6 separate regions of the Mus musculus genome follow, and all the other regions are linked to region 1. The links are chromatin contacts, called in public Hi-C and HiChIP or PLAC-seq maps. All regions are on one chromosome and are shown on one strand. The core of a region is the stretch at or near the end of the contact, and the rest is flanking DNA. Distances in the headings are between cores, read along the strand shown. Region 1 holds the start of Pvt1 (Pvt1 oncogene). Region 2 has its middle 16 kb from the start of Gm22521. Region 3 has its middle 62 kb from the start of Gm41333. Region 4 has its middle 38 kb from the start of Gm24696. Region 5 has its middle 54 kb from the start of Gm24696. Region 6 has its middle 100 kb from the start of Gm41333.

The links. Hi-C and Micro-C count contacts between places; a contact is called where the count stands out from the background. HiChIP or PLAC-seq counts read pairs in DNA pulled down with a chosen protein or histone mark.
Region 2: an H3K4me3 HiChIP or PLAC-seq map of the SCID.adh cell line shows a contact between it and region 1, with 11 read pairs. The contact joins the enhancer-like site here to the promoter of Pvt1 in region 1. A contact is called at or near these places in 1 of 484 Hi-C or Micro-C datasets (Th1 cells) and 5 of 115 datasets of contacts at active chromatin or transcription factors (the 230-238 cell line, CD8 T cells, the SCID.adh cell line and 1 more).
Region 3: an H3K4me3 HiChIP or PLAC-seq map of the 230-238 cell line shows a contact between it and region 1, with 11 read pairs. The contact joins the enhancer-like site here to the promoter of Pvt1 in region 1. A contact is called at or near these places in 3 of 115 datasets of contacts at active chromatin or transcription factors (the 230-238 cell line, effector CD8 T cells and regulatory T cells) and 1 of 9 other capture datasets (macrophages).
Region 4: a contact with region 1 is called in a FOXA1 HiChIP or PLAC-seq map of pancreatic cancer cells. The contact joins the enhancer-like site here to the promoter of Pvt1 in region 1. A contact is called at or near these places in 1 of 39 promoter capture datasets (the SN4741 cell line) and 3 of 115 datasets of contacts at active chromatin or transcription factors (CD8 T cells, effector CD8 T cells and pancreatic cancer cells).
Region 5: a contact with region 1 is called in a BATF HiChIP or PLAC-seq map of CD8 T cells, with 5 read pairs. The contact joins the enhancer-like site here to the promoter of Pvt1 in region 1. A contact is called at or near these places in 1 of 39 promoter capture datasets (the SN4741 cell line), 1 of 484 Hi-C or Micro-C datasets (CD4 T cells) and 2 of 115 datasets of contacts at active chromatin or transcription factors (CD8 T cells and effector CD8 T cells).
Region 6: a Hi-C map of adipose-derived mesenchymal stem cells shows a contact between it and region 1, with 2.5 times the contacts expected there. The contact joins the enhancer-like site here to the promoter of Pvt1 in region 1. A contact is called at or near these places in 2 of 484 Hi-C or Micro-C datasets (the N1E-115 cell line and adipose-derived mesenchymal stem cells) and 1 of 115 datasets of contacts at active chromatin or transcription factors (the SCID.adh cell line).

Annotation. Positions count from the first base shown.
Region 1 is chr15:62,035,971-62,039,667 of GRCm38.p6, forward strand. Pvt1 (Pvt1 oncogene) reads left to right here and starts at 2,016. Exons shown (of 5, transcript NR_132747.1): 1 at 2,016-2,231.
Region 2 is chr15:62,807,638-62,811,334 of GRCm38.p6, forward strand. No RefSeq gene overlaps it. Among named protein-coding and RNA genes, the nearest start is that of Gm22521, 16 kb to the left of the region's middle. Within about 2 kb of position 1,899, at least 30 of the 459 cell types and tissues checked have an H3K27ac peak or open chromatin away from gene starts, as enhancers often do. A contact at or near this core is called in the 230-238 cell line, CD8 T cells, the SCID.adh cell line and 1 more, where this site is marked.
Region 3 is chr15:62,729,099-62,732,795 of GRCm38.p6, forward strand. No RefSeq gene overlaps it. Among named protein-coding and RNA genes, the nearest start is that of Gm41333, 62 kb to the left of the region's middle. Within about 2 kb of position 1,608, at least 31 of the 459 cell types and tissues checked have an H3K27ac peak or open chromatin away from gene starts, as enhancers often do. A contact at or near this core is called in the 230-238 cell line, effector CD8 T cells and regulatory T cells, where this site is marked.
Region 4 is chr15:61,393,924-61,397,620 of GRCm38.p6, forward strand. No RefSeq gene overlaps it. Among named protein-coding and RNA genes, the nearest start is that of Gm24696, 38 kb to the left of the region's middle. Within about 2 kb of position 1,813, at least 51 of the 459 cell types and tissues checked have an H3K27ac peak or open chromatin away from gene starts, as enhancers often do. A contact at or near this core is called in CD8 T cells and pancreatic cancer cells, where this site is marked.
Region 5 is chr15:61,409,853-61,413,549 of GRCm38.p6, forward strand. No RefSeq gene overlaps it. Among named protein-coding and RNA genes, the nearest start is that of Gm24696, 54 kb to the left of the region's middle. Within about 2 kb of position 2,114, at least 12 of the 459 cell types and tissues checked have an H3K27ac peak or open chromatin away from gene starts, as enhancers often do. A contact at or near this core is called in CD8 T cells, where this site is marked.
Region 6 is chr15:62,567,560-62,571,256 of GRCm38.p6, forward strand. No RefSeq gene overlaps it. Among named protein-coding and RNA genes, the nearest start is that of Gm41333, 100 kb to the right of the region's middle. Within about 2 kb of position 1,967, at least 71 of the 459 cell types and tissues checked have an H3K27ac peak or open chromatin away from gene starts, as enhancers often do. A contact at or near this core is called in the N1E-115 cell line, the SCID.adh cell line and adipose-derived mesenchymal stem cells, where this site is marked.

The DNA of each region.
Region 1 (3,697 bases), core at 766-3,265:
TGACAGGGTTTCTCTGTATAGCCCTGGCTGTCCTGGAACTCATTTTGTAGACCAGGCTGGCCTGGACCTCAGAAATCCACCTGTCTCTGTCTCCCAAGTGCTGGGATTAAAGGTGTGGGCCACCATGCCCGGCACTGGAAAAATTTTTAAACATCCCATAAAAGGAAGCCCCACTCCCCAAAGTAACAACCTGGACAGAAAGCCTTCGAAGAGAATGCTTTAAAAAATGTGGTAAGAATGCTGAAGTGTAGCTCTCCACAACTTATGGCTTCTGGAGGGGGTCGGGTAGGTGGGGAAGGAATCAGTTTTCTTTAAGGAGCTGGCTGGTCCCTAGGAGTGTGGCCATACTCCAGTGGCTCTATGACTTTCCAGTGGTGGTGGTGGTGGTGGTGGTGGTAGGGATGTTCACAAAGGTGGGGAGGACTGACATGGGAGGATCGGGATAAGAGTGCTATTAGAGTGTATTATGTGAAATTCCCAAATGATATTTTTATATTATATCGGGGGAAAATATTAGCCTAAAATTAGCGCAGCAAAATTTAGTCCCAGGGAAGGGCAAACTGGGTCGAGACTAAAGCTGAATGAACCTGGGTGAAGGTCTTCAGCCGTTGGGAGGTCTAGTGTACAGGACTAACTGGAAGGAGCAGGTGGCATCTTCAGGGATTTGTTACTGAAGTTGTCTTTAAAACTGGGCCTCTGAGAGCCTGTGGTTGCTTCTCCCCAAGGTCGCAGCAGGTGGTTTGGGAAATGTCTGACACATCGAAAGCACATACAGACATAGAATTCAGAACCCTCTTCACTCTCTAGCACAAGAAGGAGATAATCTGAAGGAGATAATCGGAAGATCTGTTCGGTCACTCTCAGGGTGGAAACCAACCACACACAGCGCGATTATCCGTGCATATCGCACTGGCACACACGAGTATGGTAAATTTTCTCTTCAACAGAGACATCTTCATGTGGCTAAGAAGTAATGAAAGTGAAGACATTGAAGGGGGAACGTAGAGGGAGGGAGGAGATAAAGACTCTCTGAGAGATTGAAATAAAGTGAGGTATAGTGTGCTGAGAGAAGAGTGGACCCGCGTTACTTTCCGCGATCCTGGTATCACCTAGTTATGCAACCCGCTTTCCACAGGACTCCGGTTTCCCTCTAGGATCTGAGTCTACCTCATCTTTCATTCCCCTTTCTGGTTGTAGCACGTTGCCGCGCTTGACTAAATGGTACTAGAGACGTGCACCTGTTCGGTGCTGGATTGAATACAGCGAAAAGAATATCGTGGTATACGCGTGCCTTTCACACCAGCCTTCGTTCTTTGCAGAGGCTTTTGCACATTTGAGAGGTTAGTGTAATACCCTGTACGGACCAAGAATGGAGGATGCTGCAGACAGGTGGTCCTCTCTCAGCTAGAGTTTGCTTAGTACGTCCTTCTCTCCAGAACCACAGATGATGGATGGTACCCAGGACTGCTCTCAGATGAGAGTTCTGAAATAGAACAGATTCGGGGGGGTCTTCTGTAGGAACTACTGACCTATTTTCTGAGCAGTTTGGTCCTTTTAATTCACTGGAGTCTCCTTCCCTATCCGAAAAGTGGGAAGACTGCTAAGCTTCAAGGTGAAGGGGGATGGGATGTCTACCTTAAAAAGGAATAGTGTGGGGGAGGGGAGGGTGGGGAGGGGAGGTGGGAAAGCTAGTTGACCTCGCCTGGGCATAGCCCCAGGCTGTGTGGGACCTATGTAGGACCTAGGTTTGAGTGCAGCTAGAACCTCCCAGCCCAGGACTGACAGAGTGTGCTCTCTACTAGGGCCATCTGGGCATTAAGCAGCCTCAGTGGCACGCCACCTCCATGCGGTTCTCCTCTCAGGCTTGATGCCCCTTCATTGCCTAGGGCAGCAGGCAGAGGGGCGAGCTGGATCCCTCAGGTCAGAAACCTCCAGACACCAGGAGATCGGGGACACACGCGGCCTGCCCGGTGGCGCGCGCTTCTCCCCCTCCCCCGCGGCCGGGAGCGAGCCGCCGTGACGTCACGGGCCACCCGCCAGCCCCGCGCTCTACCAGGCAGAGCGCGTGTGGCCGCCGAGCACATGGACCCACTGGTCAAGCGGGCTCGGCAAGGCCAGGATGAAGAGAAGCTACGAACTTAGCATTCCCAGAGCCCCCCGAGTGGATATCCGCGTGGAAAGGATGTTGGCAGCCCCGGTGACCTCGGAGTCACGGCTGGATCCACCCTCTTGTAAGTTCCAAGTTTATCCCCTGGAAACTCTGGAGCCCAGGGATGCAGAGTCTGGATAGAGGAAAGTGGCTTTTGCATTCCCACGAGCGCGTGTTAACCTTGCACTTTTCCTCATCACTAGACTCGAGATTGCCAGAGAGTTTGGGTGTGGGTGAGAAGTGTGGGTGCGAGGGAGATTTCCCAGGATGGCCTCTACATAGAGGTAATTCTGGATTTATGCACTTGATCAAGAGCCCATTTCCTCAGGTCTAAAAGAGAGAGACGCCCCCTGCAATCAGCGCAGATTTGGGGCCGCTGATGTGGTTTGGAGGCCTCATTTACGAAACTGGAAGTCTGAGTCTAGTCTAGTGATGCTCCCTCCATCCTTGGCCAGCCCTCCTCCGAGACACCCCCTCGGGGCAGAAAGAAGGTGATCTCCTAAAACTCCCTGTGTCAGGAAACTTTCTGTGCTTTTGTATTGCGTTCCTGTGTTCGTGGAAGGCCCCCACGCCTTCATCCTTGCTAATTCTTTTTGGATAGCTTGTTGCTTTAACTAGATTGGCCCTTTCTTGGCTAGTATTTTCTGCTGTACCTATGAGTGGTGTGGGAGAACTGTGCAGACTTCCAGGAAGCGCAGCCATGAAGCTACATGTGCCTATGTGTAGACACATCATGGATTTTCTTACTAGTTTACTAGTGGGTGATAATCTGTCCTTTTGAGCTCTCCAGAACGTTCTAGAAGCTTAAGGAGAGAAATCACTTAAGAGAGTATAGGGAGAAGTGAGGTTTTTGTTTCCTTTCTGCTCTTGTGTTTTTAAGGGGTTGTTGTCATTTGACCTAGAGAAAGCCAAATGTGTGTGTGTGTGTGTGTGTGTGTGTGTGTGTGTGTGTGTGTGCCTGCCTGCTTGCCTGTCTGTCTGTCTGTTTGTCTGTCTGTGTGTCTGTGTGTTGGGGAGGGCTAAGGATGCAGGTCTCTGTTGAAGTGCATGTGGTAGGATGTTGCAGGCCTGTTTTGCATATGGGCAGTGACAAGTTTGGGCTTGTTCACTTGCACAGTCCTATGGTCATAGCTAGTCCTTCTTAAAGCTCTAGCCAGTGGGAAAGCGTTTGTGTTTCTATCCTTGGAGCTCCAAGTGGGACTTCTTAAAAGATTTAGAAGGAGCAAAGCTGTCAGGAAATCAGAAACGTCACATGGACTCCATGACTGGGAAAAACCTCGTGGTGGCCTGCTCTCAGTGCTTGGATGTGTGCTAGTTACATCTCGGAGGTGAGGATGTGCCTTACGGTTATTTGAACTCAACTAGGTTCATGATGGATCTGGTGAGACATTAAGGCTGGTTTAAGACATTGTGGGCTATTGTGCTGGGACCCCCACCCCACTCTGTTAGGGAGTGACTGTATGGGACTGCCTTGTTGTTTTGCCTGGTTAAGGGTGGCTGTTTCTTGCTGCTTTACCTATTGAGTGCAGGATTTTGCATAAACCAGCT
Region 2 (3,697 bases), core at 649-3,148, 770 kb after region 1:
CAAGAACACCGAGAAAGAGTTGCAAGCCCTTGACTAGAAAGACCATATTAGGGCTGAGGACCTAAAGTCCATCTGAATCTTATTGCTCTTATTGCTATTACATGCTCCTTTGAGGAGAGATTGTAAACATAATAACAATCATATTATCCCACTACCTCTTGAACAGATTATCTTTGCTGGTTGAATGTGTGTGTGTGTGTGTGTGTGTGTGTGTGTGTGTGTGTGTGTGTTTGCATGCACATTTTAGGAGAGTTTATTTACATTGGTGACTCTATTCCAGTGTATTTGACTCTTCTGTGATAAAAGAGGAACAGAAAAATGAGACTGAGAAAAGATAAGGTAAGAGTTGTCAGATCATCATTCCGGTAATTCTTTCTTCTAGACACCAGGCAAGGCAATGCACTTGGACCTAAAAACACACAGATCAGCAAAGCCTATTCTAGAGGCATCTATGGTCTAGATAGAGTAACCTAGGGCTTAGAGAGTATTATGAAAATGGTATCTATATTCTTAGGAATAAGGAAGGCACAGTGCTTAACACTGCATAGTTGCCCTATAGCAAGCAGAAACTAATCAGTATATTGCCAAAAGCCACAGGTGGCAATCCCTAGTTAGGGGATTCCCTAACTAGTTTGCTTTAGGCCATTACCTGGGTCCAGCTGGCCCAGCTGGCCCAGGTGTTGAGGTAGGGATGCACAGACATTCCTGTTAGTACTTCCTTCATGCAAATTCACATCCTCTCTTGATTAAAAAAAATCTCTATCAAATAAGTCTCTTGATAAAATTTTTTAAAGCAAATTCCTTTAAGGAAATGGATCAAGATATACTTCTAAACATATAAAAAGTGACGAAGTGACAATTTAGTAAGATATTAAAATCTTCAAACCCATGAACTTCCTGTTTTACTCTTCAAAAATGATTAAAGAAGACCGTGGTGTTGGAGACGATAATGATAGCCACCACAGTGTAGATAAAGTCAGTAAGAATAACAGGCATTGGAGGCATTCTCAGAGCTTCCTATGTCTAAGAATTTTGTATGCATTTCTGTGAGACCGTTATCCTGTTTCAGTTTTGCAGATAAAGAAATAGGACACTTGTTTGCCTCAGATCACACACATTTTCAAAAGGAGGACATGTGTTCAAATCTAAGTGTGCTTGACTGCAGAGTCTAAGTCCCTATCTGTTGTCTGCCCTGTGTGTGAAAGGAGATGCTGAGCTCTACTCCAAAGATCTCCACTACCTCATGGAGAAGTGAGGAAAGACAAGAAGGAAAATGAGGGGAAATGTCCTCTCAGAAGGGCAAAGAGGTAAAAGATTACATACTCTGTTAATGACTTCTATTAGGCGTTGCAAATCATTCCCCTACCCCACCCCAGACTCCAATAGTTTGTCCGTGTTCATGGCTTAGTCTCCTTGAAAGGTGTTTTTCAACCCATCCATATTCTCTCTAATTGGGTGTCAACTAAAATATCAGTTAGCGACTTCCATTAATAGACAATATTGCAAACTACAAAACATCTTTTCCTACTCTCTAGCTTCACACATGCAGGTGAGTTGCACTGAAGACCAAATATGAAAGAAAGAGAATCGCATTTACCCAGCTCAAGTAAAATGGGTAAATGGCTTTGCAGTCTCCCTCTGCTTGTCTGGCTCCACATGACATCTTCCTTGTGGAAAGTGCTTTATATATGTCACCCTGACCTCCATTTCCTCCCATCTACTATGAAAACTTGCTTAATGAGATTCCCGCCAAAAAGAAAGGTTATCTAGAACTTCAAAATTATTAAGAAAAGGAAGTTTGACTCGCTTGTGGAGGCTTCTCTTAAAGTACTATATATAGCAGTTGCTTTTATGTTCATAGCTACAGAGAAATACAACTTCCTGCTTTCTCTGAAAAATGGTGTTAGAGCTTGCAAGCTGGGGCTAGGCTCTAAAAAAATACTTGCATCCAGGTCATCAGCCTATGTGACTCATTAGAAGTCTGTGACTATGCAAAGCAAAAATGAATTTTTTTTTTTATCGTGGACCTTAGTCTTCACTTCAATTTTCTAATCCCAGGGAATTGTATATATTTTGTCTCTGAATTACTATTTTAATAATGTGTTAACAATAGAATTAGTCTATGACTTTCATCATCATTTCATTCAATGATTTTCCAATATGTATGACCATGTTGCCATTGTTTCTGAATAAATAGGCAAAGACAGAAGAGAACTGGTATTGAACATGGAATTAGAATCTATTTATCTTGGTCAGCTTACTTGTGTTTTTTTTTTTTAAGATTTATTTATTTTATATATGTGAGTACACTGTCAGACCACACCAGAAGAGGACATCAGAACCCATTACAGATGGTTGTGAGCCTCCACGTGGTTGCTAGGAATTGAGCTCAGGACCTCTGGAAGAGCAGTCAGTGCTCTTAACCACTAAGCCGTCTCTCCAGCTAGTCTTGCTTTTTCATCTGCACACAGGCCTTAGGAATATGCAAGTGTTGATAGCGAGACATTTATTAGTAAGGAGTCAGAGTTAATTGAACATCAACAAAATTTATTTTCTGCATTACGCTCTGAGTGTCAAATAAATATTTATTCCTACAAACATGAAAGTCACTTTTCTCATGCATTTTCTCATAATGTGTTATTTTTCATGGGTGGCAAATAAGTTGTTAAAATAACTGAACTACTTTTAAATAATATCTAAAAAAAAAAAAAAAAACCTCAGCTTTTAGTAATGCTAACTTTGAGTAATTGGATAAAGTGTGGTGTCAGACTTCATCAGTGCAAAGTCCCTTTTTCTCTGATTGTGTTCATTAAATTATCTGTTAGAAAACAATGCTGAAGTTGGAATGAACTGATAACAGGTGATTCCTAATGAGATGTGCTGACATTACTTGGGAATGCTTATGGCCAAGATGTGTAAATGAAATCTAATTGCTAAAATATATGAGGCTTAGGAGTCAACCTCTAAAGCTGTATACAAAAATGAGTGCTGAGTAATCTCTAAAAGTGTTAGTATTGGTCTGGGAAAATGACTCAGTGAGTAAAGGGCAGCCTGAGAAAGCATATAGACCTGTGATCCGATCATTAGTGCCCATATCTAAAGCTGGGAGCCGCCATGATTATCTGTTACTGCAGCACTGGAAAGCAAAGACAGCTGAATTTCCAGCTGCAACTCTGGGCTCCAGGTTCATTGAAACGCTAATTAAATAAAAATTTGGAGAGAAATTAGAGGATGACACTGACAGTCTACCCCCAACCTCTCCTCTACATTTGCATATGTGGGCAATCACATGTGCCCACATATGTATCACTCACACACACACACTCACAGCCAGTGAGAGGAAAAAACAAACAAACAAACAAACAAACAAAAAAAAAAACAGGAGGGACTAGGGACCATTCCCAAGTAAGAACAAGAAGAGACACAGCACACAGCATCACAATATAATATGTGGTCTTAACTTAGATCCTAGACCAGGAATAACTGTTATTACAACTTATTAATAGCCAGACATGTAGCTATCTTATGCCTCTAAATCCTCGAATTTGGGAAGCAGAAACAGGTAGATCTCTGTGAAGTCCAGGACAGCCTAGTCTACATAGTGAGTTCTAGGCAACCAAGGGAACACAGAGAAACCTGTTGAAAGAAAGAGACAGGGAGATATTTATTGGGAGAGTTGGTGAAATCAAAATATAAT
Region 3 (3,697 bases), core at 358-2,857, 690 kb after region 1:
ATCAGGGTGATGTGAAGTGACCGAGCCATGGAATGAAAGCAAGTGTATGTCTGATGATCCAAAAAAAAAAGGTCCAAGTCATGTATATTACTATTAAATGAAGTGCATCCGTTCATCCAGACTGATACATCAGACTGCCAACTGCCTGTCTACAAAATGCAATGGCAAACTCTTAAAATGTTTCCAGCAAGAACATAAATTTGGAGTAAAACAAAAGATGAGCACGGGAAGTCAACTCGAAAACCTCAATGGCAATGCCCCACTTAGAAGTACTGATGGCCTTCACTAGAAGAGTAGCAGTAGACTTGGAAAATTCATGCCAGGCTCCCAGTTCAGGTACTAGAGAAGGTATAAGTGAATGTGATCAACTGGTTTTATTTTTTATTTTTACTTTTTCAATTAATGGGGAAGTCAGAGGAAACTGTGGAAAAGGAACAAGGTTTTGATTATTTAAAAGTAGTTGATGGCTTTCAACATGGACATACTTAATGTGAAAGCCCATAAGTCATAATAACGTTCTTTAACCTAGGAAGTTGAACTTCAGACTAGAGATGGAAATTTTGGATATCTTGGCATGAACTTAACACTGCAAGTAAGTAAGTAAGTGGGTAATGATGTCCAGGAATAAAGAGCCAAGAAGCTCATTGAGGTCAAGACCTGAAGTTGACCCTATATTAATAAATTATGCAGTAGACATGGTTGGCCAAAGAAGTTGATATGGAAGAACTGGAAAGAAGGATAGAGGAAAGCACCCAGGCTTTGGTTTTACTAAGCACAAGAGATAAAGTCTTCTAGATTAAGGTTGTAATGAAATGCTACTTAGAATTCACCAGGGAAGTGTTGGGTCCACATTGTAGGATTCTGAGATCTTCTTGCCCTCACATAATAGATTCATCTTTTATTCTTGCTGTGTCTAGGAACAACTAGGAAAGAAAACCTCATTGCTTATTACAAATTATGAAATTCTTTTCAAGTAAACGATGTCATAATCACACAGTGAAGGATTTTCCATCTTCCAAATGAGGAACTAGTTTCTTGGAGAAGATAACTTTCTTTTCCTAAGTAAAATACCTGGTATTACAGTATAACTAGACCTAGTCTAACGTTCTGTACTAATATATCAGTGGTTGGTAGATGACGGAGATGTGAGGTCATATGCCAGTTCACATATATTATCTATAGCAGTGGTTCTTACCCTTCATAATGCTGTGATCCTCCAATATATTTCTACATGTTGTGGTAAACCCCAATCATCAAAGTATTTTTGCTACTATTAGTAACTGTAATTTTGTAACTGTTATGAATCACACTGTAAATATCTGTGTTTTCTGGTGGTCTTAGGTGACCCCAGTGAAAGGGTTGTTCACTACGGTTCTTTAGGTTGTGACCTAAAGGGTTCACAATCTACAGGTTGAAAACCACTGAGCTATACAAATATATGTACTTTGGAATGTATTTGTATAGTCCTATGTGTATGTGTGCACCTGCATTTCCTCAAAGTTGAAGCATAAAGATAAAGTAAACTTCAGCGTGCAAAGAGAGTGGCCACATTTCCTAGAATAGAAGAGGATGTGGTCCCATATTGTGTTAAGGTGATTGATGGGAGGGAAGAGCCTGACAGTGTCAACCAATAGCTGTAGAGGATTGACAGTGTGTGAGGTTATGTTCCAGCATCTGTCATCGTGAGAACTGGTCTCCAAATGCAGATGTTTACAGAAGACAGGCTCAGAGCCCCTCAGTATGAAGCAGCTTCAGCTGCAGATCAAGATTTCTAGGTATTTCTCCATAGTAAAAACAAGTGAAGCAGCAGCGACATCTACAAAGAGAAAACAGGAAAATATAAAGTGGAGGTATGAGTCCTTCTTCCACTTCTTTGCTCACATTAGTCATATTAAAATATTTATATATACATGAGTATTGCATTTACATAATTTTCAACTCTCTCCTCCTCCAAATCCTTCCCTACTCTCTCTCGAATTCATGACCTCTTCTCTTTATTTTATTGGATATTTTCTTTATTTACATTTCAAATGTTATCCTTTTCCCGGTTTCCCCTCCAAAAAACACACTCCTCCCTCTTCTTGCTCACCAACCCACCCACTCCCGCTTTCTAGCCCTGGCATTCCTCCACATTGGGGCATATAACCTTCATAGGACAAAGGGCCTCTCCTCCCACTGATGACCAAGTAGGCCATCCTCTACTGCATATGCAGCTGGAGCCATGAGTCCCACCATGTGTGCTCCTTGGTTGGTGGTTTAGTTCCTGAGAGCTCTGGGGGGTACAGGCTAGTTCATATTGTTGTTCCTCCTTTGGGGCTGCAAACCCCTTCAGATCCTTAGGTCCTTTCTCTAGCTCCTTCATTGGGGACCCTGTGCTCAGTCAAATGGATGGCTGTGAGCATCCACCTCTATATTTGTGAGGCACTGACAAAGCCTCTCAGGAGACAGCTATATCAGGCAAGTACTTGTTAGCATCCACAACAGTTTCTGGGTTTGGCAATTGTAAATGGGATGGATCTACAGGTGAGTCAGTCTCTAGATAGTCATTTTTTTTCAGTCTCTACTCCACACTTTATCTCTGTAACTCCTTCCATGGGTGTTTTGTTACCCCCTTCAAAGATGGATAGAAGTAGCCACACTATTATGACCTCTTCTCTAATTATTGTGTTCTCTCTCTCTCTCTCTCTCTCTCTCTCTCTCTCTCTCTCTCTCTCTCTCTTTCCTCTGTATGTAAATACAACATTCTGATTTCATTTCTGTTGCTCATATGTGCATGCATTTAGGGCTCACTACTTCAATTTGGATAACATATTAGGCAATTATTTACTATGGAAATTGATTTATTCTCCTGTCTCTTTGTCCTTCAATTGCATGTATATCTGTTCTCCCTCCACCCCTGTCTGTCAGTAGCCATTGCTTGACTATAGCTCTTCATCTTCATCATTTGAGTGGGGTCTTATGAAATATACCACATCCATGTTGTCATGTGAACTGCTGTGGTCACTACATAAGTCTTATGTAGGCAACCCTATTGAGATTTTATGAGTACAGCTTTCCAGCCATGTCTACATGATTGTATCTCTCAGCAGAGAGCCATAATCTTCTGTCACTTCTTCCATAATGCTCCCTACACCTTAGGTATAGGTGTTGTGTTATAGATGTAGCTATTGGGAATGGGCGCTCCAGCATAACTTGTTCTCTCCATTTTATTAACAGGTAAGAGATTAGCAATGAAGCAATCACCCATTTTCCATGACTTCCTGTTCTACCATCCTTAGATCCACACGATAGAGTCCCAAATGTGGGTTTGTTTGTGGTATGTGTATGAGCTGTAAGTCTTATGAAGCATTTCAATTTGATATAGAGACTCAATACTCATAGTTAGAAATGGCTTCTTCTATAATTTCTCTTCTCTAGCTTTTTCTTTCCTGACTGATTTTGGATTGAATCATCCCATAAAGATATTTTTTCTAAGCCAGATGCATATTCAAAAGGAGGACAGGTGTTTATTGTTTCCCAGAATTTTACATGACTGTTAAGTGCTGCCTATATAGAGTCCCCCTGTGATTCCTGTAACCCACCTCCTTAGAATATGAAGCCTGGGGCTCACCCATAGGATATTTCCAATTTCATCCTCTTAAGATACTAGTGAGGCTTTAAATAAGTAGAAACACTGGAAATAAGTTCAGCATGAGCT
Region 4 (3,697 bases), core at 563-3,062, 640 kb before region 1:
TAAGGAACTGTGAGGGAACAGTGTTGTCTGAATACAACAGAGTAGATGACCATATAAACACACAGTAACTATGACAGTACATGCAAGGTCTGCAGGAGCCCGTTTCAAACAAAATCACAGTATGGAGAGTGTAGGAAAGCATGGAGTCTTTCCCTATCTAAAGAGCTATAGCCAGTTGGTGGTGGCTGGTGGCACATGTCTTTAATCCCAGCACTTGGGAGGCAGAGGCAGGCAGATTTCTGAGTTTTAGGCCAGCCTGGTCTACAGAGTGAGTTCCAGGACAGCCAGGGCTACACAGAGAAACCCTGTCTTGAAAAAAACCAAAAACCAAAAAAGAAAAAAGAAAAAAAGAGCTCTTGGTGACTGAAAGATCCTGGGAGAGGAAGAGTCAAGGTTTTAAGGGTATAGCTCCAGAGTAAGGCCACATGCCCAGGAATATATGTGCAGCACAATATACAGACTTCAGTTTTTCAAAAGACAAATACAGTGTTGGGTGGGTAGGGACTGGGGAATACATCTGGAATGAGATCACAGTATGAACATGATAATGGTCAAAATCCATTGCACACAATTCCTAGAGAACTCTCAGAAAAGAGAAGCATTCAGCTAACATTGGGAGAGTATCACGTGGGAATGCCTATTGTGTTCAGGAACAAGACGTCATTAGGACTGAGACTTCAATGCAGTGTGTTATACCGAGACACCAAGAACATGATGTTTTATGATCCTAGACACCAAAAATATGATGGCATAGTCTGTACTTGACCGGTAGCATTCTAATGAAGAACATCAAGGCAAGGCACATGAAGATGTCACATCATGTCTTGAAGAGTGACAGGAAAGTTTCAAAAAAAAAAAAAAAAAGATTACAAATAGCCTAAGTTTTAAATCAGCAATGGACTATTCAAAGGGGGGAGAGATTAGGGAGAAGAGTTAACAAGGACATAGACAGTGAAGGATGTGAACGCCTTCGGGAGACCCAGCATGGTTTAAGAGCAGAGGCAGTACATGGAAGGAAAGCTAGGCGGGTAAGTGCCAGGAACTCAAAAGCAGGCACAATATGCCTTCTTACTTCCTTCTTCCTGCACTATATAACTGTCCTTTCTCAGCTTCTTTTCACTGTAGCATGATGCAGAAAACTCAATGTTGCACGAAGCTCTCTGGCTTGATTTCTAGCAGTGCATACACTGGCCGTGGAGGTACCCACCTAAAATCTCAGAACTTGGGGAGTAAAGGCAAGATCAGATTTTCAGGGATACAGAGAAGATTTAAGGCCAACCTGGTCTACATGAGACTCTGATTATAAACTATAAAACTAAATTAAAAACTAAAGGGGGGAGGGGGCTAAGAGAAGAGAAAACCATACAGGGTAGCTTTCAGTCATTCGGATCACTTGGGGTGGCATACACCACACTGCAGATGAGCCAACGGATGTGCAAGGTCAGAACATAACCTTCTGTCAACACGTAGCCCGACACAGGGTCCCCAGCCCCCACAACATTAGCAAGAAAATAAGAACGCCTGCCCAGCTGTCTTGCTGGCTGTCACTGGGTAAATTATCTTTTATTAAGGATCTGTAATTGTTCTCCACTGAGCTGTGACCTAAATTTAGTAGTTCTGAGGAGTGAGACCCAGCCAACAGGATTTCCCTGAGAACACGATGAAGTTCCTGCATCAATTCAATTCATTAGCTAGAAAAAGAACAAGCGGCCAGTTCTTTCTTTTTTTTTTTCTTTCCCATTCTCCAGTGAGCCGTTTGTTTGTTTAGTTTGACCACATTTTTTTTTTCTTCTTGGATCCAGTCTGAGCCTCTGTAAGGACAGCACAGCTCATTCAAACACTTCCTGTCACATTAGCTCCCAAGGCAGAAACCAAGTAACACTATGTAAATCTTGCTGGTAAGACCCTCCATTTACTTCTTGGGGATTTTCAGCATAAGGAGAAGAAATGTCCTCAAGTAGTCAGGATGATTTGGGGTGAGGGGAAGAAAACTCAGCTTACTAGAATCACTAAAGCAACAGAAGAATAGACAGAGAAGGAGGGGAAAGGCAACACTGGTTAAAAGCTATCGTGAAAACTTTTGTGTAAGAAAGGTCATGAGAGGGACAGCCTCTACTAGAGACATTACTTCCAAAACCTGTTTTCATCATGACAATCTAATGAAGGCCAGAAAATAAAGTCACTCAATTTGGATACAGTTTCTAAAGATCTGTGCAAAATTTAGGGCCACATCTTCTTCCTCTAATCCCAGAGTTTTCCTTCAGTTCATCATTAACTTTTTGCCATGACAGTCTGGACTTGGGATCTGTCATGGATGTGCACCCTGTAAAGTCTCATGTATGGGTACCCACACATAAAAGAAAAAGAATATTCAATTTTAACAACATTCTTATTTGTTTTTCTTAACAATTCTTTTTTTTTTTTGCTGTTTTTTAATTAGGTATTTTCTTTATTTACATTTCAAATGTTATTCCCTTCCCTAGTTTCCCCTCCAAAAAAAACCCTATCCCCTCCCCCTGTTCACCAACCCACCCACTCCTGCTTCCTGGCCCTGGCATTTCCCTACACTGGGGCATAGAGCCTTCATGGGACCAAGGGCTTCTCCTCCTATTGATAACCGACTAGGCCATCCTCTGCTACATATGCATCTGGAGCCATGAGTTCCCCCATGTGTACTCTTTTGTTGGTGGTTTATTCTTTAACCCACCAATTTCCTTTTTCTGCCACCCTATCGGAAACTTCCTGATGACCAATATGTTACTGTAAAGATAGTTCATATACCTCTGCATGAATAAAGAAAAATGTCCCACGACATCCTTAGAAAACTTAATCTTGCTAGATATGTAATGTGGTCTGTAGAGTGTTTGCATAACATGTATGATGCCCTGCGTTCCATACCTAACACCACATAAAAACAGACATTCTGGCATGCACCAATAATCTCAGCACTCAGGAAGTGGAGATAGATTAGAAGTAGAGGCCAGTCTGAAATACATGAGAACGTTTTATTTAAAAAGGAAAGAGGTTTAGTGTTTTATTAAGAGGCTAAGATATCCATACCCTAACAGTAACTTAGTGACATTGTGCTGTCTCTGATTTCTCAGTAGTTTCATAGCAATGTAGTGAAGTTGGCTGAGCAGGTAACTTTATCTCTGTAACACTCTGAGTATACTAAGAGTAAAGCAGTTGAGGCTTTACGCTGTAGTCAATGGCAGACGATAGTATAAGTGCCAGAGTTCATTGCCTAGAGCATTTCTGAGTCTACTGTAATGATGTTCAAGTTTTCTTTTGAGATTCTGAAAGCCCAATGTCAAATGATGACTCAAGAGAGAACTTTGGCATCTGTGGCTGAAACTACTTAGAACAAAACATCACAATGTCTTGGAAGACAAGTCTGCCGAAGGTGATTCAGATTTAGTCTCATAGCAACTCAGAAATTTCATGGTTGGACAAAAGTAGATAAATTATTAATTTTAAGTTTCCAGTTTTAGAGAAAGCAACAGCCTATGGCAGAGTATACAGCCTATACTATGTACCACCACTGACAGCTTTTCTGAGCAGCTAATAAGTCATTATAGGTAGATGCAATTTTGAAACATAAAGTGCTTTAGAAACTATCATCATTTGATTGTCAAGAGTTAATGGTGGCTTTTTGCATTCAAGGTCACCAACCAACTTACCTTAACATGGCTAACAG
Region 5 (3,697 bases), core at 864-3,363, 630 kb before region 1:
GCCTAGTTGCAGCAGAAGACAACAGTGTTTTGGAGATGCTAGTGCCATGAGATGACCACCAAAAACAGCAGCAACAGTGGAATACAGGCATTGGAAGCCTAGGAGACAAGGTGTGTGCTACAAAGGGCAGAGCTGAAGAAGTGATCCAAGCCCTTGGAGGAATCCAGAAGATCGTGAGTGGATCCCAGACATTGCACAGTTGGAGTTTGATTTTGCTTTTGATTGTGACTGTGCCCTGATGCTTTTCCCTCTCGAAGGAAGAAAGTATTTTAGTGTAGCCCACCGTTAAGATACTTTGAATTTTTAAAAGACTCTGAATTTTAAAAGATATTAGGAATTTAAAGGGATGGAACTTTTAGTATGTACAGACTGTGGGACTTTTAAAGTTATTTAGATATTACTGCCAGCAGCCTAGCCAAATATATCTTCTTACTTGGAAAAGCATCATAGAGAACTACTCAACATTGCTTCTCCCTCATAACTTTTGTTTCCTGAATTCTGGTCCCTATAAGCTAGGCAGTGTGAACCTATCTGAACTCACCTTTTCTTTTCATTCCAGTAATTTGCCTTCCTTTTGGCTTCTTAAACAGTCAAAGACACTCTGACCTTAAGGTCTTCATCATTGTGATTCGTTCTTAGAATGCTCTTTTTCCAGATGCCCACATATTTCTTTATTGTATCATTTAGGCCTTGGCTCAAATGCCAGACATCCCTGATCATGTTATCAAATGGTTTAGCACCACACTATTCTTTTTCCAATTATTTTTCTTTAATTTTCCCCCATACATCCTTGCATTTGACAGAAAATTTACTTAAGAAATATTTGATACTTGTGAGTAAAAGATTATCAACTCTTAGAAATCTATAGATTTATAAACAAGTGTTCTTCAACATTGTGTTCCTTCTGAAAACTGGAATCTAATTTATAAAAGATAGTGTAAGGTATTCAAACATTTTAAATTACAGAATTACTAGAAGAATGAATGAATTCAGGATTGGGTCACACACTGGCCACCGGGGAGAGGTTTTAAATGGTACAGTGAAAAAACTCTGCAAATATGAGACAAGGTTATTTGCTACCTAGGGCAGTCATCTTGGAAAAAAAGAGGTTAACACTCCAGTTTTGAGTAGTCTAAGAGTTGATTCAGTGAAGGAGGATCTGAAAGTTTCAAGAGACCTTTCCTGAGTTTAAAAGATAGACCTTTAGGACATGTCAGGTATACCTCATTCCCGAATGTTTGAGCTTCTGATTTTTATCATGCTTCTCTTGATAATCAGCTTTAGACAGTGTTTAGTGCACTCAAGTAGCTCCATGCAGCTCCTGAAGGGCAGTCTTCTCTGGAAACAGCCATGTCCATTGTATACATGGACGTTTCCAAGTTGGGTTTGGTTTTATCAGAAGATTTGACTGAAGTAGTCAAGGGAAGTAGTCAAGGTTTCTGTTGGTGCCTGGAGGAACTGTATTAGTCTATTACAGAGTGTTTATGTACCTCAGGATGTTTTATTATGACTTTGGTTCAACTTCGATGTCCCATTTTGCTGATCCACCTGAAATACAAATGGTAAACAACTGCTTCAACTCTGGATGCTGCCTCACCTCCAACTCTGCAAGAAGCTGATCCATAATGATGTGAGTGAAGCATTAGGTTCCAAGAGACTGAACCTGAGATGGATTGATGTTAAGCTGGAAAATAAATGGAGGATAGAGGGGATATCGTTCAAATGTCAGAGAACATTTAAAAAAAAAAAAAAAGGTGCGTCTGCTTTGTATGCAAGAAAAGCAGATGAAAAGAAAAAGAGGCCCCGTGTTTCCAGCCCAAGATCCAGCACTGATAGATTGTGGCATTTTTGAGAAATCACTTAAGACTTCTGATTCTTTTTTGTTCAAAATGTATTATTATTTCTATATTATTCTTAAAATTCAACTAAGAGTTTAACAACCGAAACATCTATCTTAGTGTTTCAAGAAGTACATGGCCTACACATTTGTTAATACAACCTTCTCATTAATCCCATGGAAAGCAAAATATTATTCTGATTTGAAACAAAAACTCTTATGTGCAGAAGCCTCTTCAGTTCACACACCTGGGGAAGTGTCTGTGGTATTGTGGTGGCCTACCTACTCAACGTTCTCCTTTAGAGTTCTCTGACACAGGGGCCATGCTCCAGGGAGCATGGTCTGTGTGGAAAATAAGTCAACGTTCTATAAATACCTAAAGGCACCAAAATATCTTTCAATGTGGGACTCTAGTAAGAAATGCAGATTGCAGCAATGACTCCCACTACACTTTTGTGGCTCCATATGAACATAGAACAATAATTTAAAAAGGAAAAAAAACAGTGTCTATATTTCCTTGAACTGTGTTGCTGCTATTAAGTCAGTAAAGCAGGTGAAGTCACAGGGCCTCTTTAATAGACTGGAAGGCCTCATCAATCCTATTCCCCAATTTTATCATCAAACTACAGAAGGTAAATGGAAAGAGTAGAGAAGATATTACACACAAATGCAGAAAACTCACTTCTCTATAGATATGGATGTTTACTAAAAAATAATGGAGACTAGAGGGAAAAGAATGGGTCATCTCCTCTAATGCTCAGCCTGAATACTCAGCTGGGCAGGACCAAGGAAAGGGTTACGATGGTGAAGAATTCAAAAAATCATGGATTCTCAGATTCATGTAAAGACAGGATGAGTTAACATTGCTGGGAAACTTTAACTCATGTGAATCACTCTTGTCTTCATTCTGGCAATTTAGTCCCTGTTCTAAAGTCAAACAAATTAGGTTAGCAAGTTCTTCCTGTTGTAGGTCCAGGTAGGAGAGAAGTAGGTACTTGCATCTCTCTCTAGCCCAAGTGATGAATCTGCCTATTGTCTTCCATGAACCATTTCTCTATACTCAGGCTTCTCAAACTTTTCTATGTATGTCAGAATGATCTCGGGATCTTTTAAAATCATATCCTGATGCATTAGTCAAGAGATACCCCCAGCATTTAGAATTTCTAACAGGCTCCCAGATGCTATTGCTGTGGATTGATCCATTTAGCATAATGAACAATGGGGCCTAGGAATAATGGTCTCCATGTTCAAATGTGATGGCATAATAATGAACTCAGTTCTGCAGTCCATCCAGTACATGTTAAGGGCAAGAGAATTCTTCATAGAGCATAAAAACTGTAGAGGTCATTTGAAATACAAACACAAAATCCTAAAGATGAGAAACAATCATAGTCCTCTGGGTTTTCATAGACATATTGGAAGGATCTAAGACTTCAGAACTAGAAGTAGTGTCTTATTCCAAGAAAGTTCTATTCCAAGTTCTTTTCCTTCTATCTCCAACAATTCTATCCTTCAAGAATTTCTTATCATCTCATAATGGACTCAGAAAGCAAATCTAATATTTGAGTCATCTCTGCTATGGATGCATCATCTCTGCTTATGTATGTGTGAGTTTCACTGAGTAATTTACACATACAAAATGAAAGTTACAAAGACAGGAATGTATATAATATGAGTTCTAATGAATTTAATCTTGATTTTTAGTTTGTTCCAGAATGCTTAGTATCTTTTTCAAAATCGTGAAATTAAAAATACAAATATTTATTATCTGATGACTATGTTAATGCTAGATTAAAGTTTAAATGGAAAATGTTATTTATCAATAAGAGTATCATCACCTGAGAATAATTTTCTACTTCC
Region 6 (3,697 bases), core at 717-3,216, 530 kb after region 1:
ATAGGCCTTTCGGGATGGAAAGAGAGGAGATCCTTGTTTACCCAGAAGTACAGTGACACAGCAAAAGAAGACAGGTCTCTCCCCCTGCAGCTATCTGCAGGCCAGTACTACTCCGGATGGAAGCTGTTTCTGTTGTGCTTTGGAGTAAGACGTGAGCAGTGAGTTAACAGTAGATTGCCCTTGGGCTTGCTCCTTCCATGACCTCAAACCAATCTGTGTTTGATTTGGATCCCTTCAAACACCTTGGAAGGAAAAGGCAAAATGGCAGGGCATTGTTATTTTACTCTTTGACAAGGATATCTAAACATGCTCTGGTAAAGGAGAAGGTTTTCAGCTTTTAGGAAAGTGGCATGTGACTGAAGAACAGAGGGAGTTAGCCTGCTGTCAGCGACAACTGCCCAAGTGGCCTCAGGAGGAAGAGATGGAGAAGCCTCTGCTGAGAGACACGCTCTTCCTTTACCAAGGGATAGAAATGGTAGAATAGGAACCTATACAAAATATCATTTCAAGGATCAAATGGAGTTTCTCTGATTGCAGCTGGAAACATCTACTTGCTAACGCTGGCGGGTGGGACTCCTGTTCCTACTAAACGCATCTAGTCAGACTAGCTTGCTTCATATTTGAATGCAGAGAGTTCAAGAGCAACCATCCAGGAACCAGCTCGAGTGGTCGAGGAGGTATGTGTCTCACTCAGCCCTGAGCTTGCTTCTTAGCTCTATTCTTCTTTTCAGTTATGTAATTTTGGCCAAATTACCAGATGTGGCTGAGCTCCTGTATCTCTGTACAACTGGATTAATAATTCCTGTCACAAGGAATTATTCTAAGTGCTAAAGAGACAGTGCATGCAAGAGGCTGGCGGTTGTATCTGAAACCTAGCATACATCAACAGAACTTAGTGTGTTATTGATGCTTGTTACCTGCACTGGCATGGCAGTGAGTTCTGCATGTATTTGGGATATTCCAAATTGAGCAGGAAAAAAAAGGTACGTCTGTTTTTAAAATAAGTTCCCATAAAAGTAAGATGAAGGCTATATAAATATTTCTTGAGTATTTATAAAATATTTTCTTATGGATGCATTATTTTAATTCATTAACATTTTAAGAATCACTGGACTAAATTATTGTTTTTTTTTTCCTTTTGTATTCATTTCTCCAGAGATTTCATCCAACCTCTGGAGAAAAGGGGAGAGACAAGAAAGCAGTGTTTTCACTTGATTGAGGCCAAGAACTGGGGGACTGGACAGAGCTAGGTTACAGCCCTGCCAAACGTTCCCTACCTACAGGCTTTGACCTATGTAATAGGAGATAAAACTTACAGTAATAACAATTATAACAATAACAGGTCTGTAGTGCTGAGCTCTCCACCTATTATTTCATGATTCATACAAACACCTTATGGGTGAGATGTCACAATCACGTGTAAGTCACGAGCAATATACCAGATGACATCAGCCACATACTAGGTTCATAGAAAAGGACCTCTGACAAGCAAGACTATCTTCTTACCCCTGCCTTGATTTTCTGAACATAGATGCAGATAGGTTCTGTCTATGTGGCTGCTGAGGAACTGGACTGAACTATTGAGTTAATCAGTTGGCTCTCAAGCCCATTTGTTTCCACAGGAGGCAATGGTAAAACTCATTGCAGTTCACAAACCCTCTGTCTTCTCAGCTCACAAGCATTGCCTCCTGGTTGGTTTGTGCTGGGGTAGAGTGAGTCAGCCAGTCACATGCCTGCTCTCAGGGCCACTGTCCAGGTGAGAGGCACAAATGCTGCTCACACTGCTCTTGACCAGCATATCAAGTGTTGCCCGGACCTGCAGGTCCTGCTTTTTCACTCCATGGATGGGCTGTGCTCTTTCACTTCGGAGAGAGCCAGCATTGTCAGCTCAACTGCTTCCTTGTGCTCAGTAGCTTGCTGAAGGGTGACTGGCTTGAGACCTTGTTAAAGCTACCCTGCCCCTGTTTTAAAGCATCACTGAGAGATGCTGGAGCTGAGTCACCGTCCACACAGACAGCTCATTGCCAAGATGTGCTGTGCTTTTCTGATGCAAGGAAGAGCAAGTTTCCATCCCTGCTGTAATGTCACCCCGCTGCACAGCTCAGGCCAATAAAGTTCAACAAACCAGTTTAGCCTGGGAGAGAAGGGGATGAAAGGCTAAAACACTCTTTGATGAAACCCGAGTCTTCCAGGTAAAGGGCAAGTAGCTGGCATGACGAGTGAGCAAAGACATCTTTTGGGAATCTCCCGTTCGTTCTGCCTTTCATCCTGACGCTCTTCTTCACTGGGTGATTTCACATGAAGCAAAAGTGTTGGCTCTCTACCCTTCTCCTTCCTGCCTGCCCCAGTAAATTGTGACCGATACTGTCTGAATCACTAGATTCTTTGGACACTCAATTATCTATGAGAAAACAATGTATCTCACTTCTGACTTACTGCAGATACGCTTAGCTCTTGCACCGAATGGTTTTAAAGGCCAGCAACACCTCCTCCCTAAACCCCTTCATTTAAATTATGTTTATTACTATGCTTGTTTACTCTCAGTCATCCCTCCTTGAGGAAGGGGATCTAAGCATGTGGGACCAGGCTTATTTTGCACTTTAGCTTGGTGGAGGATCTGCAGCAAATGAGCTAATCTATATTTACTGAATTATTAAACTGCTCCCCCACACACACTTTTCAATTGCTTTTCCTGTCCCCCAAATCAGTTTTGCTCCTGTCCCAACCACACAGCTCAATGTTGATAAACGAATAAGAGTTCAAATCAACTCATTATTTTCTGTCCTGAGCTTCCCTAGTCCTGTCTTTTCTTTGCGATGCATCCTCTTTGAGTGTAATTAGCATCAGGACTCTGTGCTGCTTGGAATCTTTCAGTCCTGTCACACAAGGTTTATCCCTGCCTGAAATGTCCTCTCTGCTATATTTTCTCTGGCAAACTTCTGTATGCTCATCTTATATAAGGAACCTTCTTGGAACACCCATCAGGCCCACTCCTCTAACTACAACTGACCCTTCTTTCCTTTGGATCCACAATGAAGTGCTTCAGTTCTGTTTTTTTCCCATTAATTTATCTGTTCACTGTACATCCCAATCCTAGCCTGTCCCCTGTTTCCTCCCAGTCCTGCTCTTAGAAATTTCTCTCCTCTTTACCCCCCCCCCCCCCTTCTTCTTAGAGAAGGGGAAGCCACCTTTGGGTACTTCCCTGCCCTGGGACATCCAGTCCCATGAGGAACTAAGCATATTCTCTCTCACTGAAGCCCAGTCAGGCAGACCATTTAGGGGAGTGGGATACAGTGGCAGGCAACAAAGTCAGAGATAGCTTCTGTTTCAATTGTTGGGGGACCACATGAAGACCAAGTTACACATCTGCTACAAACGCATAGGGGGCCTATGTTCAGTCCCTGCATGTTCCCTGGTTAGTGGTTCAGTCTCTGTGAGCCGCCATTGGCTCAGTTTAATTGAGTATATAGATCTTCTGTGGTGTCCTTGACCACTCTGGCTTGTTCAATTCTATCTCCCCTTTTCCACAAGACACCTTGTGCTCCACCTGATGTTTGGCTCTGGGTCTGTTTCCATTAGCTGCTGGGTCAAGCCTCTCAGGAGACAACCAAATACTCACTATTCAGCCATTCAAAACAAGGACTTCATGAAACTCACAGGCAAATGGATAGAACTAGAAAATATCGTCCTGAGTGAA